Linked DNA regions of Ovis aries: region 2 is linked to region 1. A link is a contact called in public Hi-C data. All regions are on one chromosome and are shown on one strand. Each heading gives the region's core, a stretch centred on a gene start, on an enhancer-like site or on the middle of the called end of the contact. The rest is flanking DNA. Distances are from core to core; before and after follow the strand shown.

Region 1 (3,881 bases), core at 510-3,009:
CTCTTTAGAACTGAAAATTTCGGAATAATTCTTGATTCTTCTTTTTCTATGCCCACTCTTGCTATTCTGCCAATTACCAAATCCTATGCATATTTAACAAATATTGCTGAATTGGATGGAAGAATTGATAAAACAGCCTAGCTGTGAGAAGGCAGAAGTTTCCGTCCAAAGTCTAACACAGGCTTTGTTACGGATCTGTTTGCTTATCTGTGAAAAGGGGGTTGGACTAGCCCCAGACATTGCTAAGAGATTCTCTCTGCCATTGAGTGCACTCTGGGCCCATAAGGAAGTTTGTCCTACCGGCTCCATCTCCCCTCTAGTGCTGGATGGACAGAATGTGGGGCAAAGGCGCTCTGTTCACTGGGTCTCCTCTTTTCCAGGTTTCACTGGACCTTCTACTGTCAAGACAGGACTGGTTTCCAGACCCCACATCATACTGGTCCCTGAAATGTACCAGACATTGCAGTCCCCTATCCTGCACACAGGAGGACCTGACTTCCCTCACAAGGCTCTAGATAAGGACACTCTTCTCAACTATTTAGGATCCCCCTGGCACTTTGTCAAGTGTTCATTGCTGAGATGAGGGTTTCCCTGCTGTCCAAGGGGCATGGGCCTTCTGCTGCTGCTGCTGCTAAGTCGCTTCAGTCATGTCCGACTCTGTGCGACCCCATAGACGGCAAACCACTAGGCTCCCCTGTCCCTGGGATTCTCCAGGCAAGAACACTAGATTCTCCAATGCATGAAAGGGAAAAGTGAAAGTGAAGTCACTCAGTCGTGTCCGACTCTTTGCATTCCCATGGACTACAGCCTACCAGGCTCCTCCGTCCATGGGATTTTCCAGGCAAGAGTATTGGAGTGGGGTGCCATTGCCTTCTACTCCGATCTAAATCTGAACTCAAGAAGGCTAGAATGTATAAGCTAGAAAGTACTGCTAAGAGATGTCACCCAGACCAGGAACACTTGAAACTGTCCTGTGGGTACTGAGAGGAGGCTGTCCCCTCAGACTGGGCAAGTGCCCCCACACAAGGGGTTCAGCAACTGTCAGGAGCCTCTCTGTCCCTGCTGCCTCCAGCCCCACTGACTCCAGCTCCCCAGCAGGGCCCAAAGCTCCTGCTGCTCCAGCGTGCGGCTCAGGCCACTGTGGATCACACGTGCAAGCCTCTTTCCAAAGCAGGGGCAAGCCCCTTGCATTGTCCCTCGGGGCTAAGCGGGACCCCACTCTGTGCTGTTTCTTAAATGCTGCATCTAGGGACATGTAAAGCACCAGCCCAGTTCTCAGAGCTCTTCTGGCATCAAGCACTCAGCTGGCCAGTTGGGCATTCCGCACACAGCTCCTCAGCAACAGGTATCAGCTGTGTGGGAAAGTGACCAAAGCTGGGGTTGCTCTCGGGATCTGCTCCTCAATGGGAGCCCAGGCTGAGGGAGGGGAGGGGGAGAGGCTGAGATGTGGCCTCAGCCACAGAAAAGGCATGTTGAGAGGGGCTGGGGGAACTACTGTGTGGAGAGGTGCCCCCTCCAAGCCGTGTGCACAGGAAACTGAAGAAAGAAAGAGTGAGCTCTCCCCAAGGAGAGGCTGAGTCCCCCGTGGCGCAGCCCTGCAGCTGTCTTCAAGCCAGATTGTTCTGTGCCAACAATGTCCTGGGTCCTACCCCTCATCTCCTGCCTCCGGGAGATGCCCTCTTGGAGCTGAGAGGCTGACCACCTGAAGGCCTCCATTCACAGACTCTCCACTAGAGGGCAGCCCGGGGTGAGGGCAAGGCTCTGCCCCTCCCGCGAGCTCGCTGGCTCTCCAGGCTCAGGGCCCTGACAGGAGCTTCCCAGATGGTGGAGGATAAGGCACTCCCCTGCCCCACCCCCTTTTGTACCTGCTGGGTCCTCCATAAATCTGCTCTCACAGGCCACATGGCCCAGCACCCTTCCTCTGAGCTCAGAATAAGCTGACCTCACACCCAGCTGCCCAGGAGGCCCCACGTGTCCTGGCGAAGGGATTCGTGGTGAAGAGAGAGCCTGGGTGCAGCTGAGCTCTGGAGAGGAATGTCAGAGTCTCACAGGCAGCCCACTTGTGGCCTGCTTTCCCCAGACCCATGGGGCAGGCGGAGAGGATTTGAGGGGCTGAAAGCTTGCCTGGCCCTGGTTAAAAGTCAGTGCGAAGGGTGGCCTGGAGACCTTTTTAAGAAAACATACAGACATGCGGCAGGAGTCAGGGTGCTGCCTAGCCAGGCTCTTAGAAGGAAGCCCAGTTTGCAGAACATAAAATCATGAGTAGAGGGTAAATAGACTGGTCAGTGGAGGATAAATAGACTCTCGTCCCCTGAGTATCCATAACGACCCACCTTCTCCACCCTGGCATTGATCGTCACTGAAGCACCTCACTGAGAGGCTACAAGTCTCGAGGACGCAGCTTGAGATAGCCAAGCTAGGCTGCATGCGGCCTTGGATGGCCAGAAGCCTGGGCAGCCCTGGGTCGGAGCGTGTGGGAGGGTGACCTACTTTCGGAGGAGCCCCTCCCCACACTGGGATAGCTCTTCTGTTGACAAGATGAGCTGTGTCCTTCACCAGAACCCTGGAAGAGAATTTTGGCCTCTGAGTGTGTTCCTGATGGGCGGCATGGGAGCTGGGGGTCTCTGCGTGTTCACCTGCTCTCAAGGCAGTCACAGGGTCACAGACCCAGCAGGGACAGCCCCGGAGTACCCAAAGACATGGCCTCAAGGTGTCCTGGAGGCCAAAACATTATGTCGCCTGTCTGGCCCAGGCCCAGTCACCATGCCATGCAGTGCAGGATGCCAAGGCAGGCAGCAGTGTGTTTCAGTCCAGAAGGAGTCTTGCACCTGGTGAGTCCTTTGGGCTCAGAGACGCTGTTTTGTCACACTTTCAGTAAAGCCTAAAAGGGGTGCATGAGCAGCACACACAGAGACACCCCCAATATGTTTGCACGCACAGCCTCTCAGATACTCACATCTGAGCGTGCACACTAGCGCGTGGCTGGCACAGATCTGTGGCCCACATATAGGGCCCTGCGGTAGTTTTGCAAAGTGGTCAGGAGAAAGGACTGGGGGCCACGAGTGCTGCTGTCTAGCTCTGTGTCCTCTGATCAGGTATCCTACCTCTCTGAGCCTTTTCGTGTGTCAGAACCATCTGCCTCCACAGCTCACTCTGAGGGCAGGAAGGGGACCTGGCTCCCAGAGCCCTGGCCTGAGACGTGTCCCCTGAACATGGGGATGCTGGCGAGGTATGGTCATCAGGGACAGCAGTGCTGAGTCGGGGCTCTCGAAACCAGAAGGACTGGCTCCCCGTCCATGTGGTGGACTGTGGACTGGGGGCCTATTGCTGTTTTTAGGCCAGTCTTCCAACTCCAGTGATCCACAGGGGAGGGTCCTTAGCCAGCATCAGGAAAGGGATGGAGTTTGGGGAAATTCAGCCTACAAGCTCTTTTCTGGAAGACCTAAGTGTTAATAAGTCTGCACAGAGGCAGGCGCTGACCCAGGGAGACAATGAGGGGAAGGAGAGCTGGGATAAATATAGAAAAAGAGAAACTGTAAATAGAGCGGTGACGGATGCTAACGGAACGAGAGAGGGCCGGGATACAGGGCTCAGCTGAGGAAGACCACACAGACACAGCCAGCCAGAGACCCACTGACAGATGGATGCAAGGACCGTTCTTGCAGGTTCACAGGCTTGAGTAATCTCCTACACCCAGACCCCGCAGCTGGGGACGGAGAACAAAGGATGGAAACACAGAGTCCCGTCTGCCAGTGACCTTGGCGCCCACTTCGTGCTTGGACTCCCCAAAGGCTCTTCTCTCCCGGCAGCTGAGTCCCTGCCAGGCTGCTGGCCATCGGGCCCGTGTCGTGCCTGGGCAGTGGCAGAGCCTGCAGGGAGGG
Region 2 (3,881 bases), core at 727-3,226, 160 kb after region 1:
ACGGGCTGCTGAGCCTCCGGAAGAATGGGATGAAGCTGGATGTGTACCCCCCGACCGCGGGCACCTACAAGCTGCAGATCTTTGCCAAGGGCAACTCGGAGATCTACAGCTCCGTGCTGGAGTACACGCTCAAGTGCCACTGTGCAGACATGGACGTCCGGTTGCCGGCTGAGCTGCACCAGCCCGTGGGCCCCAGCTGGTTCTCGGAGCAGATGGGCATCACCAAGCCGTCCCACCCCGAGCCCGTCATCTATACCAGCGACGGGCGCTGCTCCGTCAGCTTCGGTGTGGAGGAGGGCATCAGCGTCCTGGCTTCGCTGCACGGAGACGATGGCCCCGTCACCGAAGAGACCCAGCGACGCTACATCTTCCAGCTGCACCGGGAGAAGCAGACGGAGCTGAAGGTTCAGCTGCCCCACGCCGGCAAGTTTGCACTCAAGATCTTCGTCAAGAAGAGGCAGGAACCAGGCAACTACCTCTTCGTCTTCAATTACCTCATCTGCTGTACCAACACCAAGGTGAACTGGCCCGTGTTCCCCGAGAGCTTTGGCAACTGGGGGGTGGACAATGAGCTGCTGGAGCCACTGTCGGGCGTGCTGCCCGCCAACCGCAATGTCCCGTTCAAACTGAAGCTGCACGGCGTCGCCAAAGCCCTGGTGAAGGGGCAGGACACGTGGCCGCTGACCCTGAGCCCCGAGGGCTACTGGGAGGGCAGCTGCAGCACCGCAGGCTGCCGGGAGGTGTACGTCATGGTGCTGGAGAATGCCAACCACAGCTTCTACTCCTACATCCTCAAGTACCAGGTCAACGCCCAGTGAGGGCCACCTGCCACCCCCACCCCTGCCGGGCCACGCACAGAGCCCGGACACCACTGAGTCTGCATGGAATCCCTTCTGGACCTCTGCCTCGTGTTCCTGCTCTGCCGGAGGCTGCGATGTCAGTGGCCAAGGGGACAGAGGCAAAGGCCCTTTAGACGACAAAGGTGCTATGTAAATCCAGGGTATTGTAACTGTGTTCACTGCCCAGACACCCGCCTTCTCATGCTAACGCTGTCCTTGTTCTCAGGCTGGTGCGGGGAAGCAGGACTGCTGCCCGGGGCCAAACACGTTCCCGCGATGGGGAGAGAGAAGCGGGCGTGGTCCACGGGGCTGAGTCACCCTGAATGCTCAAGCCCCTTCCCAGCAGCTGCACAGAGCTTCTCACCAACTCTAGGACCCCAGGGGAGGTCAGACTGTCGTCTTCTTTCCAGACCTGACCATCTCCTGCATTCCCGATGCCGCTTCTTATTCTTCCAGGTCCTGAGAAGGAAGGTGCAGAGAGGAAGCTCACTGCCCCCCAACTAGCCCGGGGCCTGAGGGCCTCCACAATCCCTGTATGTGCCTGAAATGTGGCACCAGAAAGGTCATGGGAGACTTCAGGGCCGAGAGCAGCCAGTGCCTGCTCTTTTTCTGGGTGGGGGCCAGAGAGGCAGGGATGTATGGCAGTCCAGCCACCCTAGTCTCAGAATGTAAGACCCCTGACTCTGCTCTCAGAGAGATTAATTCCGTCTACTTGGTCTATTAGCAGTTCACTCAGCTCCTGCAAGCCCTCTAAGAGCCTGTGCCTCAGGCCCCAACCTGAAACCCACACTGGGAACCCCAGGAGGCTTCTGGGCCCTTAGAGACCCCTGGCAATAACCCTCAATAAAGACTTCAGGTAAAGCAGTAAGAACACTGCAGCGCTGGGGGCCCCCACAATAGCAGGGTCCCACCAGCCCCAAGATCTCTACCACCAAGGTCACACCTGGGGGACCTCGACCTGCCCTGGGAGCAGTTTCTATCCCATGTCCCTTCCTTCCTCTCAAGAGAGACCCCCAGGGTCGACCTTCTGTAGGGACCGTCCAGAGCTCCTTGTTTGCTCAGGCCTGAGAAGTCTCGCCTGCCCAGCCGGCCCTTAGCAGCACCTCAGGCCAGTGTTGCCATGGCAACAGCAGAAAGACTGGCTCCAATGAGGGCAGCAGGAGGGAAGGATGGAGAGGCCCTGCGAGGCCCTGCATGGCCGCTGCAGCACCATCCCAGCACGTGGAGAGGTTGGAGGTGGCCTCACCTGCCCTCCTGACTCCTTCAGCTCTGCAGCCCTGCCTGCCAGGGCCTGGGCCTGGAAGGGCCAGCGCTGCCTAGCACTCCCCTCCCTGCACTGCCGCTCCGGATGCCCTGGGCTGGCTACAGCCAAAGCTGCTGGGGATCCTCACGGCGCCCTTGCCTTCATCCTCACATTTGTGTATTCAACAAATGTTCGTGGAGCACTTAACCAGGTACTGTATCAGCTGATCCTTCGTTCTGGGGCTGCAGCACTGCCCCAGCCATCCCAGAGCAAAGGCTCTGCTGCCCTTGCCCAAGCTTGTTTCAAATTCCAGGCTCCCAACACTCCAGTCCATCTTCTCCCTAAGGTCCCACCCCACAAAGATCCCCACCACCCCCAGCATGAACCCGGTCCAGAGGAATGTCTCAGGGGGCCCATCCTCCACCAGGCTGGGGGTCCTGGAACACAAGGGCAGTACACCACGGTGGGCTGAGCTGCCCTGGCCTGTGTCCAGCGTCCTCTGGCAGGCTCTGCCACCCAGGCATTCAGCACTGTGTCACTCACGCCTGGAAAATGCACAAAGGCTGCAGAGGCAGAACTGCTGTGCACCACAACAGGGAAACAAGAGGAGTTTTTACACCCTGGAAACAGCCTTTTCTCACCCCTTTGATTTTATGGGCTGAAAGAAATGCGCTGTGTTTCATCAAAATAATAAGTGCCTTCTGTGACTCATGTCACTCACTGGACCCAGAGCTGGCTGCTAGTCCTGCTGGGAACAACTTGCATCCTCTACAAAACAATATAATTAGTCTATACATTCTGGAGCACACAAAGGATGCCACCCAGCAAAATAGGAGCTGTCCCAAGCAGGAGACGGTGGCCCAGCCTCTCCAAGAGCCTGGGAGCATCAGCAACTCCTCCCTGCTCATTTAACCAGGCGCCCCCCGCTCCTTGTAAAGACAGCTGTAGGCACAGACAACACCTGCATTTCTTTCCACTGAAGTAAAAATACATGAAATGAAATCCAATCTTCATGAATTTTTACACGCATGCTGCTCAGGGTAGAATTCGGGGTTGTATTTTGAAGTCTTTTATTCAAATCCCCATCTTTGTTTCCCGATCGAGGCGTTCTAGCGGCCAGTGGAATGGCACGGGCGTCCCCTGCTGTCCGATATGCAGAGCTGCAGGTGCTGCAAACTCCCGCGAGGCTGGGGGTTTTATGCAGCATTTGAAAAAATACGGCCGGGATGTTTATATTAAATTCACTGAGTGCCTTCTCGTGGCTTCTCAGAGTTTTCTCATGTATACGTGGAGCACGTCGTTCCCACACAAGCTGTGAGGCGAGGCAAGGAACTTCCTGGCATGGTGCCAAGACGAGAACGTGATAAAGGTTTGGGAATATTTTACCCGGAAATCGGGTAGAAGTGGATGGGACAGTTTGACCACATTCATTAGTAAGTCAGTGAAAAACTGGAACTGACCGAACTCAGAAAGCTTTTGCTGCAAGGCTCAGGATGGCAGCCCTGAAGCTACAGAAGGGCATAGAGGGTCGGGTAGGGTGGGAGAGTGGGACGAGGCAAACGGGCGAAAACCACAACTGCAATTAACTTCTGTTCAACCTGTTTTGGAAGTGCCACCAGCGCAGCTGGACTCTGCCTCCAATCTGATTGTGATCATGTGTGTTCCCCATATGTTACATTGTCCCACCAGGACAAACCCCTGACAGCCTGCTGAGATTAAGAGGAAATAAATAGATTAGCTGAAGCATGAAGGATTGGGGCTAGACATAAGGAAGTATTTCCTGTTGTTAAGCAGGAGGG

Evidence for each region. A called contact is a pair of places that touch in the nucleus more often than the background predicts.
Region 2: a Hi-C map of hypothalamus shows a contact between it and region 1, with 4 times the contacts expected there. The contact joins two enhancer-like sites. A contact is called at or near these places in 6 of 16 Hi-C or Micro-C datasets (hypothalamus, liver, mixed tissues and 2 more).

The regions. Positions count from the first base shown.
Region 1 is chr1:255,238,747-255,242,627 of ARS-UI_Ramb_v3.0, forward strand. No RefSeq gene overlaps it. Among named protein-coding and RNA genes, the nearest start is that of EPHB1, 45 kb to the left of the region's middle. Within about 2 kb of position 1,760, at least 9 of the 54 cell types and tissues checked have an H3K27ac peak or open chromatin away from gene starts, as enhancers often do. A contact at or near this core is called in hypothalamus, where this site is marked.
Region 2 is chr1:255,393,960-255,397,840 of ARS-UI_Ramb_v3.0, forward strand. It overlaps KY (kyphoscoliosis peptidase), which reads left to right. Exons shown (of 10, transcript XM_027960214.3): 10 at 1-3,881. The coding sequence ends at 818. Among named protein-coding and RNA genes, the nearest start is that of KY, 48 kb to the left of the region's middle. Within about 2 kb of position 1,977, at least 6 of the 54 cell types and tissues checked have an H3K27ac peak or open chromatin away from gene starts, as enhancers often do. A contact at or near this core is called in hypothalamus, where this site is marked.